Linked DNA regions of Macaca mulatta: region 1 is linked to region 2. A link is a contact called in public Hi-C data. All regions are on one chromosome and are shown on one strand. The core of a region is the stretch at or near the end of the contact, and the rest is flanking DNA. Distances in the headings are between cores, read along the strand shown.

Evidence for each region. A called contact is a pair of places that touch in the nucleus more often than the background predicts.
Region 1: a Hi-C map of fetal cortex germinal zone shows a contact between it and region 2, with 4 times the contacts expected there. The contact joins the promoter of LOC106995021 here to the promoter of LOC144337759 in region 2. A contact is called at or near these places in 5 of 14 Hi-C or Micro-C datasets (blood, fetal cortex germinal zone, fetal cortical plate and 2 more).

What each region holds. Positions count from the first base shown.
Region 1 is chr20:50,405,739-50,409,881 of T2T-MMU8v2.0, forward strand. It overlaps LOC106995021, which reads right to left and starts at 1,437. Exons shown (of 5, transcript XM_028840650.2): 1 at 1,004-1,437. It overlaps IRX5 (iroquois homeobox 5), which reads left to right and starts at 2,941. Exons shown (of 3, transcript XM_001086980.4): 1 at 2,941-3,699. The coding sequence starts at 3,451.
Region 2 is chr20:49,758,077-49,762,179 of T2T-MMU8v2.0, forward strand. It overlaps LOC144337759, which reads left to right and starts at 1,747. Exons shown (of 2, transcript XM_077984760.1): 1 at 1,747-2,040. IRX3 (iroquois homeobox 3) reads right to left here. Exons shown (of 4, transcript XM_015126150.3): 1 at 3,246-4,103; 2 at 1,959-3,075; 3 at 1,710-1,776; 4 at 767-1,205. The coding sequence starts at 3,512. The coding sequence ends at 1,151.

The sequences.
Region 1 (4,143 bases), core at 187-2,686, 650 kb after region 2:
TAAATGTTTGGAAAGATACAAATGCAACAGAAAGCAAGGGGAGAAAAAGTCTTCTTGGTAACCTGGGATGGGAGGGATACAGATCCCACCTCTGCTGGAAGAGAAAGCTTCAGAGTCAAGGCACCAATTAAACTACCGCTACCAAGTATGCAGCTTTCCAAACGGAAAAGCCGATAAATAGGAAGTAAGAAGGAGGGAACAGCGAAACAAATGGTCTCGACTATCCAGACAAAAAGTTAAAAGCTCGTGTTTACCAGCAAAAAAAATGAACGCTTTCATATAAAAACGGAGAAAACCCGCCAGACGCTACCTGCATGCAGTCTGCCTGCTAATCATGATCCGCCCTTCCCTTTCTCATATTAAGACAATTCTATCTCAGACGCCGGGTGGCCGTTGCCAGCTGAGCAGCAGAGCCATCAATGTGCAAATAAAGCAGAAAATAGAGACATCCTTAAGAAATGAGTCTTAAATTTGACATAGAGCGGAGGTGACAACCACGGCAACAGAACCATACATTCTAAATGCCTCAATATCTTGCAGGAGTCTCTCCAGTCCTTGACACCAAAAATAAGACAGTACAAGAAAATGGGGTTAAAAAAATGAAAAAACCAACTAACAAACAAGCCACGGGGCGGGGATGGGGGGAGAAAGAGCGGGACGGCCGGAGTGGCAGGATGATGTAATGACGATGTCTGTGTCACAGACTCGGGTTCTCGGTGGCACAAACCTCCAGGGCTCTACTCCGGAAAGCCGCGTCCCGGACGAGAGCCGCGGCGACTTAGGGGCCACGCGTGGACTGAGGGGCCACGCCCACGCGCGCCCCCCGCGGAACGCCGACACCCAGAGAGGTTCGTTCGGCGCCTACGCGGCCCGAGGCCCAGGCCCTTGCCCACGGGACGTCTGGTCGCGCGCGGGGCACCGCCGCGTCCGTCCGGTCCACCAGGGGACGCGGCTCGAGGGGCGGACTGCACGGCCAGGGGGCCTGGCCGGGGCGGGGGCTCACCTCTCCTCCGCCGCGCGGGCGCGCGGGCCGCGGACGCTCCCTCGTGGCTGGCGCGAGCCCCCGGCGGGCGGCGCGCGCGGGCCGTTACCGACCGTTAGCGCCAGGGGCTGCCGCTGCGGCGGGCGGAGCCGGGGGCGGGCGCTGAGGGGCCGTGGGGCCGCAAGAGGCGGGAGCGAGGGGAGCAGGGCGGGGACGCTGCTCCCGGGAGCTCCCGGCGAAGACTCAGGCCCACCGCGAGCCCGGGAAGAGGCCGCCGGCGAGGCCACCACTGGTCGGCTCCGCGCTGCCCCAGGCTCGGGCCGCCCGGGGCGTTCCGCCTCGCTTAGGCATTGGCCGGCTGGAAGCCACCTCGGCCCAGCTGTCCCCGCTGCCGCTGCCGCCAGCTTCCCGTCTCCATGACAATAGCGCGATCGAGGCCCCGCCTCACCCCGCCCCTTTGGCGCCGAGACTAGGAGGAAAGCGGGCTTACGTCACCAGGGGGCGGAGCCCAGAGAGGCCAGGGCCCAATCATAGGTGAAGGAGGTGTCAGGCACTGGGCTGGGCGGACCCAGGGGTTCTCGGAGAATGTAGTCTGAACCGGTCAGTCCTCTTGGTGGGCGGTGTCTGGGGGAGGGGAGCGGACGGAGGGGAGGAGCCAAGGCGCGTGCACGAGGGCGCACTGCCGAGCGGGTGCCGGTGCGGCGGGTGGGTTAGTGTGAGCTCGCGAAATAAAGTACGTCTCGCCCGTCAAAGTCAATGCGAGAAACTTTGTATATAGTTATGCTTGGGCTTGCGTGTGGCCCCATTATGCGAAGTTTCCGAAATCCCGAGCTTCCGCGGCGTGCCCAAACCTGTGCCATCCTCTGTCCTGGTTCACCAGCGCCCCTGTCTGTCCCAGAGTTCGAGTGCTTCCGTGGCTTGTGGCGGCGGGAGGTGGAGAGGAGAGGAGAGGGTCTGTTTTGTATTCTAACTGTGTGGCCGTCGTGGGCAAGGGCTCTGCCTCTGACTCAGTTGTGTGTGTTTGCCTCGCCAGCGCCTCGCTGAACAAACAGTGGTTGGGTTGGGCACTGCTCTGCCCAGTGTTTGCAGTGGAGCGTGGGCGGGTGCGAGAGTGCGTGCGAAGGGGAAGGCGACTTAGTTGAACAAAAGGGAAGGGGACCTGCTCCCTCCACCACCACCGACTTGGCGGTGCGAGCTGCGTGCGATTGGAAAGCCGGGAGAAAGAGGCGGAGAGGCGTGGGAGTGGAGCTGGGGACGGTCCCGAGACCTCCTCGGGTGTAGCTGATTCTCTGGCAGTTCTTGCCCACCACCCATACTCTAGAAAAAGGCTACCCCGGTAATTCCAGGAACCAGTGTCTTTTCCCTCGCCGTCCGGCGGCGTGTCGGTAGAAGGAAGGCTAGCCGGAGACGTGCAGACGTCTGAGGCCTGTCTCTCGCCCACCTGCTGCTGCCGGCGCAGAGGGGCAGTCATCCCGGACTTCCTGCGCCCTGGGCGCGGGCCATCCATCGGCTCTCCCAGAGACTTTCATTCGGGATCTCCAGCTGGCTCTCGGCCTCCCTGGCTTGGGGAAGACGCCAGAGAGCGGTGGGCAACGAACGGCCTCGGAGCCCAGCCTGCCGGAGAACAAGAAATCCGCTAAGTCCGCAATCTACTGTGGCTAGGAGAGCGCAGAGCGTTCGCCGGCGCACAGTCCGCGGCCTTGTTCCCTTTGTGCTTCGGGGCGGCGGGACCCGCTGCAGGGCCGGCCGTGCGGCGGGACTGCCACTCCGCCCCAAGTTAGCAGAAGAGGAAAGTTGGAAGAGATCGGCGCTCCTGGGATGTGATTGTCATCCTGGGGCCGGCGCTCGAGAGTCTGAGAGAAAGCGAGAGAGAGGGAGAGACCGGGGAGGGGAAAAGGGGAGGCAAAGAGGAGGGGTGAGAGGGGGGCCGCGGAGGGGAGGCGGGCGCTAGGGAGGGGCGAGAGGAACGCCAGCGAGCGGGAGAGGGAGCCGGGGAGGAAGAGGGAGAGGGCGAGGCGCGCCTGGCGGCCGGGTTGGCTGCGGCCGCCCAGAAGCTCCTGCCAGTCCTCCCACCGACTACACCCCGGGAAGGAGGAGCTTCGGGCGCGCACAAGGCGTCAGAATCCTCAATTTCCAACTTAGCATCTTGGCAGGACCTTTGCAAAGCCAAAAGCAGAGCCCCCCGGTGCAAAGAGCGAGGGGAAAAAAGAGAAAGCAGCAAGGGAGGGGAGGGGAAAAAAGCCCAGCTGGGGCGAGCGAGGCGCGCAGAGGAGCGGGCGCGGCGGTCGCAGCCGGAGGCGCGCGGGAAGCCAACCAGGAGGCGCCGCGGGCCGGAGCCCCGGAGCCGGGGCCAGAAGAGCGGCGGCCCAGGGCAGCCAGAGGCCAGGTGCCCGCCCGCTCGCCCTCGCAGGGCGCCGCCCGGCTCGTTGGCGGCCGCGGCGCGGCGCGCCCCATGCCCGTGTGTGGCCATGTCCTATCCGCAGGGCTACTTGTACCAGCCGTCCGCCTCGCTGGCGCTCTACTCGTGCCCGGCGTACAGCACCAGCGTCATTTCGGGGCCCCGCACGGATGAGCTCGGCCGCTCTTCTTCGGGCTCCGCGTTCTCGCCCTACGCTGGCTCGACTGCCTTCACGGCGCCCTCGCCGGGCTACAACTCGCACCTCCAGTACGGCGCCGACCCCGCGGCCGCAGCCGCCGCCGCCTTCTCCTCGTACGTGGTAAGTGAGCGGGATCCGCGGCTGGCGAGGGGCAGCAGGGGCCCGGCGGGAGGACGGGGGCGGAGGGGGACACGGGCCTAGGCGCCAACACCGACCTCCCCCGCCAAGCTTCGCGACCCCTTCAAACTTGGGCGATTGTCTCCCCCGGCTTCGCCCAGGCCTCGGACTCAAGAGTTGCTCAGAAAAGAGAGCCGCGTCTTGCTCGGATCGCTGAGCTTGCGGGAAGGGGTTCTGTGGGGAGAGGTAGCTGCAATTAAAGAGCAGCATTTGGTGTAAACGTAAGCTCCGGGCTGCCCTGCAAATTTTATATTTTTGGTTTTGCCATTTTGGAAAAGTAGTTCAAAAGAAATAGACCCGAAATTTGAGCAGAAGCGTGCTAAGTCAATGTAAATGTGTTTGGCCTAGCCTTTAATTAGTCCTCCAAAATGTTGCAAATCCGTAATC
Region 2 (4,103 bases), core at 497-2,996:
ACCCCCGCAACCCCTGCGCCGGGACTTTAGCAGGATGCCTCTTCTAGGGCACGTGGGAAAACCCACCAGGGTGCCAAGACGCACAGATGCTGCCAGGACCCGGGCTCCCAACTCTCAACTAGAGCTGGGCAGTCACACATCATCTAGAGGGTTGATATGTACCCCTAGGCTCCCCTCTTCTCCATATCTGCCTCCACCGTCACCCCACACCCTGGCATTTATAAAGACAGAAGGGGTGCAACCGGCTTGGAAGGAGGATGGAATCTGGGCTCGTACAACCTCTTATAGGTAACACTGAGAAAGCCTCAATTGTGTCGATCAAAGAATGGGGACGGGGGCGGGGCGGGGGGGAGTGATGAGAACACGCCCCCACCACCCGCGCAGGCTAACCCCGTTGTGTCCAGACCCTTCTCTAAATCTTTTGGCAAGGTCGCCAGAGAAGGATCCAAGCCACCGCGGTTGCTCCCGTAGAACTGTGGGTCGGGCCCAGATTCCTGGCTCTTAGCAAAGAATCTTGTCGGGGTCTCCCACCTGTCTCCTGCTCCCGTTCTCTCCGCCGCCCCAGGTGCTTTTCCAGCCACTTCTCCTGCTGCGGCGCCCCCAGCCCCGCCACTTCTGCGCCCCCTCAGCTATTGCTGTCGTTTGACTACTCGGTCCTGATTCGTCTCTCGTCCTTTCCCGCGAATTCTTCAAACAACCAAGGGGAGAAAAAACCCCAAAAACAAAAAAACACCAAACAGATCCGTCGAGGGGGCAGACAGGCGGGTTATAGTCAAAGTGGCAGCAGCTCATTTATTTAGCCAAAAATAGATACTTTCTCGTACAATTTGGTTCACACATATGTACATTTCTCTGTATATATACACACACACACAAAGGCAGACACGTTTATTCTCACTGAAACTCCACCCCCCAAAATCAACCGAACAAACAAACCTCACAGCGAATGCGGGGTGCCACAGAAGCGACTTGGGGAGGGCTGAGGAGGACTGGTTTTATTTCTTTTTTCTTTCTTTTTTTTAGTTTTGCTTTTAGGTATTTATACACTGACATGCTTACAAGTTGTAACTATACAGAGCGATTTTTTTTTTACAATTATTACAACGATTAAAAAAAGTTTTTGTTTTGTTTTGTTTTGTTTTTTAAAGAACTAGGATGAGGAGAGAGCCGATAAGACCAGGGCGGCGTCCAGATGGTTCTGGGGCCTGGAAGAGAGAGACAGTAATAGCAAAAAAGGTGAGATTCAGGAGCGCAGAGGCGGCCTAGGGCCGGGAGATCCTACTTGGGTTGGGGCCGAGAGTCAGGAAGGTGTCGCAATGTAAAATTATGTCCAGTTGTAGATGTGTGTGTTGGGGGTTTAACTGTAGGGTGGGCACGAGGCGTCAGGACCCGAGGTCTGGGGCTGGAAAGAGGTGAGCATCAGAGAGCCGCCACCCGCCCCAGTGGCCTGTGGGCCCAGCCACGCAAGGCTTCCCCTAGAAGGTACAGGCGCTGTACCCACCGGCCGCGCCTGGGGTGCCTGGGCTGGACCTGGAGAGCTGTCGCAGGGCCTACAGGGGCGACCGAAGAAGTGACTTTCGTCCCCTTTTACAAAATGCGTCCCAGCAGGGTTCCATGCTATTCCCGGGCAAAAGGCCGTGCGTGGTGCTCCACGTTCTCTCCTTTCCCCTCCTGTCAGTCCCTCCAGCCCCCCAACCTCGGGGTCTTACCGCCTGGGCACGGGCTGGAAAGCTGTCTTGAGTAACTTTTTCTCCACTTCCAAGGCACTACAGCGATCTAAGGGAAGCGGGGGAAGAAAAAGGAGGGCCTTTAGAGCGCTCGGTTCCGGCGCCCAGGGCCGCAGAAAGCAGGAGCGGAGAGGGACGCGCCCTGCGCCTCCCGGACCCTGCCCCTCCCGGCCAGCTCCGGCACTATCCGCAGAGCCCGCCCCCGCTCCGCGTCCAGCGCTCAGCAGTCACCTGTTCCGCCTTCGGGCTCCGCGGGCCGAGCGAAGGCGGCGGCGGCAGCCGGGTGGCCCGCGGCTCCGGGAAGTCCCAGCAGGTGCGGAGGGGCCGAGCCCAGCAGGGAGAGCGGGTGCGGGCGGGGACCGGGCGGCGGGCCTGGAAACGGCCGGTTGGTCCAAGCCGGGAACTTGCCCAGCGGCGCTGAGACCAGTCTGTGAGCGGCGGCGGCGGCGGCGGCCGGAGAGAGCTGCAGGGCGGGAGGCGCGACCGCTGCCCCCGGGGGAGACCCCCCCGCGCCGGGAGGCGAGCGGCGCGGGTTGTCCGGGCTTGTGGCAGTCTCCGCGAGGGACCAGATCTTGGGCTTCTGCAGGGCGGAGGCGGGGATTGGTGCGGGAGCGCAGGGGTCCAGGCCCACGGGGGGCGAGGGCGGAGACGGTGAGGACACGGCCACTGGTGGTGGCGCTGGAGCCAGACTCAGGACCGGTAGTGGCCGGTCCTCCAAGCCCTCAGAGCTGTCTTCTGAGTCGCTATTTTTGGAGTCCGAAATGGGTCCCAGGCCGAGGTCGCCATCCCTGCGCGCCGCCCCAGCCAGGGACAGCTCAGGCCCGGTGGCCGCGCCGTCTAAGTTCTCCAAATCGATCTCCTCGTCCTCGTCGTCGTCCGCCAGGCCCTCGCCCCCCGTGTCCTCCTCCTCCCCCCCGAGCTCCTCCTCCTCCAGCTCTAGCTCGCGTTTGCCATCCTCCTCGTCCTCCTCTTCGTCTTCCTCCTCGCGCTCGCTCCCATAAGCGTTTCCCTCCTCGTCAGTGCGGCTGCGAGGCGCCCAAGTCATCTTATTCTCCTTCTTGAGGCGCCGGCGCGCGTTGGCGAACCAGGTGGACACCTGGGTGAGGGTCATCTTGGTGATGATGGCCAGCATGATCTTCTCGCCCTTGGTGGGGTAGGGGTTCTTGCGGTGCTCGTTGAGCCAGGCCTTGAGCGTGCTGGTGCTCTCCCTGGTGGCGTTCTTGGGACGGGACGGGTCCCCGAATTGATACTGGCCATACGGGTAGAAGGCGGGGTGCGGGTGCGGAAACGCGGCAGCCGCGGCCGGATGCTGCACCCCGGGGCTGTCCTTCAGCTCATACTGCGCGCCCTGTAGGCACATGGAGAAGGAAGGAACACGCGCGGAGGGAGCGCGGGTGAGCCCCAGCCGTCGCTGCCTCCCCCCTCCTGGCCTGCACCCCTCTAGTCCGAACCCCGCGCGCTCAGCTCGCCCTGCGCCCCAGCGCCAACCCCTCCTTCCCTGGCTCCGCGGGCTCTTACCAGCTGTGGGAAGATGGGCAGCTCCGCGGCGTAGGGCAGGAAGGCGCCGTAGCCTTGGGCGGCGGCGGCCGCCGCGGCCGCGGCGTAGGGCGCCCCGTACACGGACGAGAGCACGTTGGACAGGGACCCCGAGGCGGCCAACTCTGTGGCTCCGGCACCCGGGCCGCCCCGGGCCCCCGCACTGCCGCCGCTGCCGCCAGCGGCCCCCGGACGCTCGGACGGGTAAAGCGGGCGGATGTATTGGTATCCCAGCTGGGGGAAGGACATGGTGGCCCGCGGGGCACGGACGGAGAGGGGGCCCGGCCCCCGGGCCGCCCAGCTCAGCGCCGCCCGCGGGCTCCGGCGCGCATCGGGAGCTGGGCCGGGCTTGGGGCCGCGCTGCCGCCGGCGCTGCGCTGTGCTCCGCGTTCGCCTATTGATCTGCTCCGCGGCGGCGACGGCGGCGGCGAGGAGCCAGGTCAGGTCCGAACAGATTGGCGGAGATTCCCGGGGCTCCGGGCTCTGATTGACATTTCTACGGGGCGCAAGCCCCTCCTCTCTGCGCCGCGCTCCCTCCTCTCGGCCGCCGGAGCTGCCTTTGCCCGCGCCTCGCTCCTCACTGCCCTCCTCTCCCCAGCAGTGTCGCGCCTCGCTTCCTTCTCCCTCCTCTAGTTTTCACTCCCCCTCCTCGCCCTTCCTCTCCCCTCCCCTCCCCTCCCCGCACTCCTCTTCCCCCCAGGATCGCTTCCGCTCCTTCGGGCTCCTGCACTGCCCTGGACGCTATGAAACTCTCCTTTCTCCTCTCCCCTTCCCTTTCCCTTTCTCACGATGGCTTTTGCTCTCCGGTCCGTTCCCTTCACTTTTTCCTCTCTCACTACT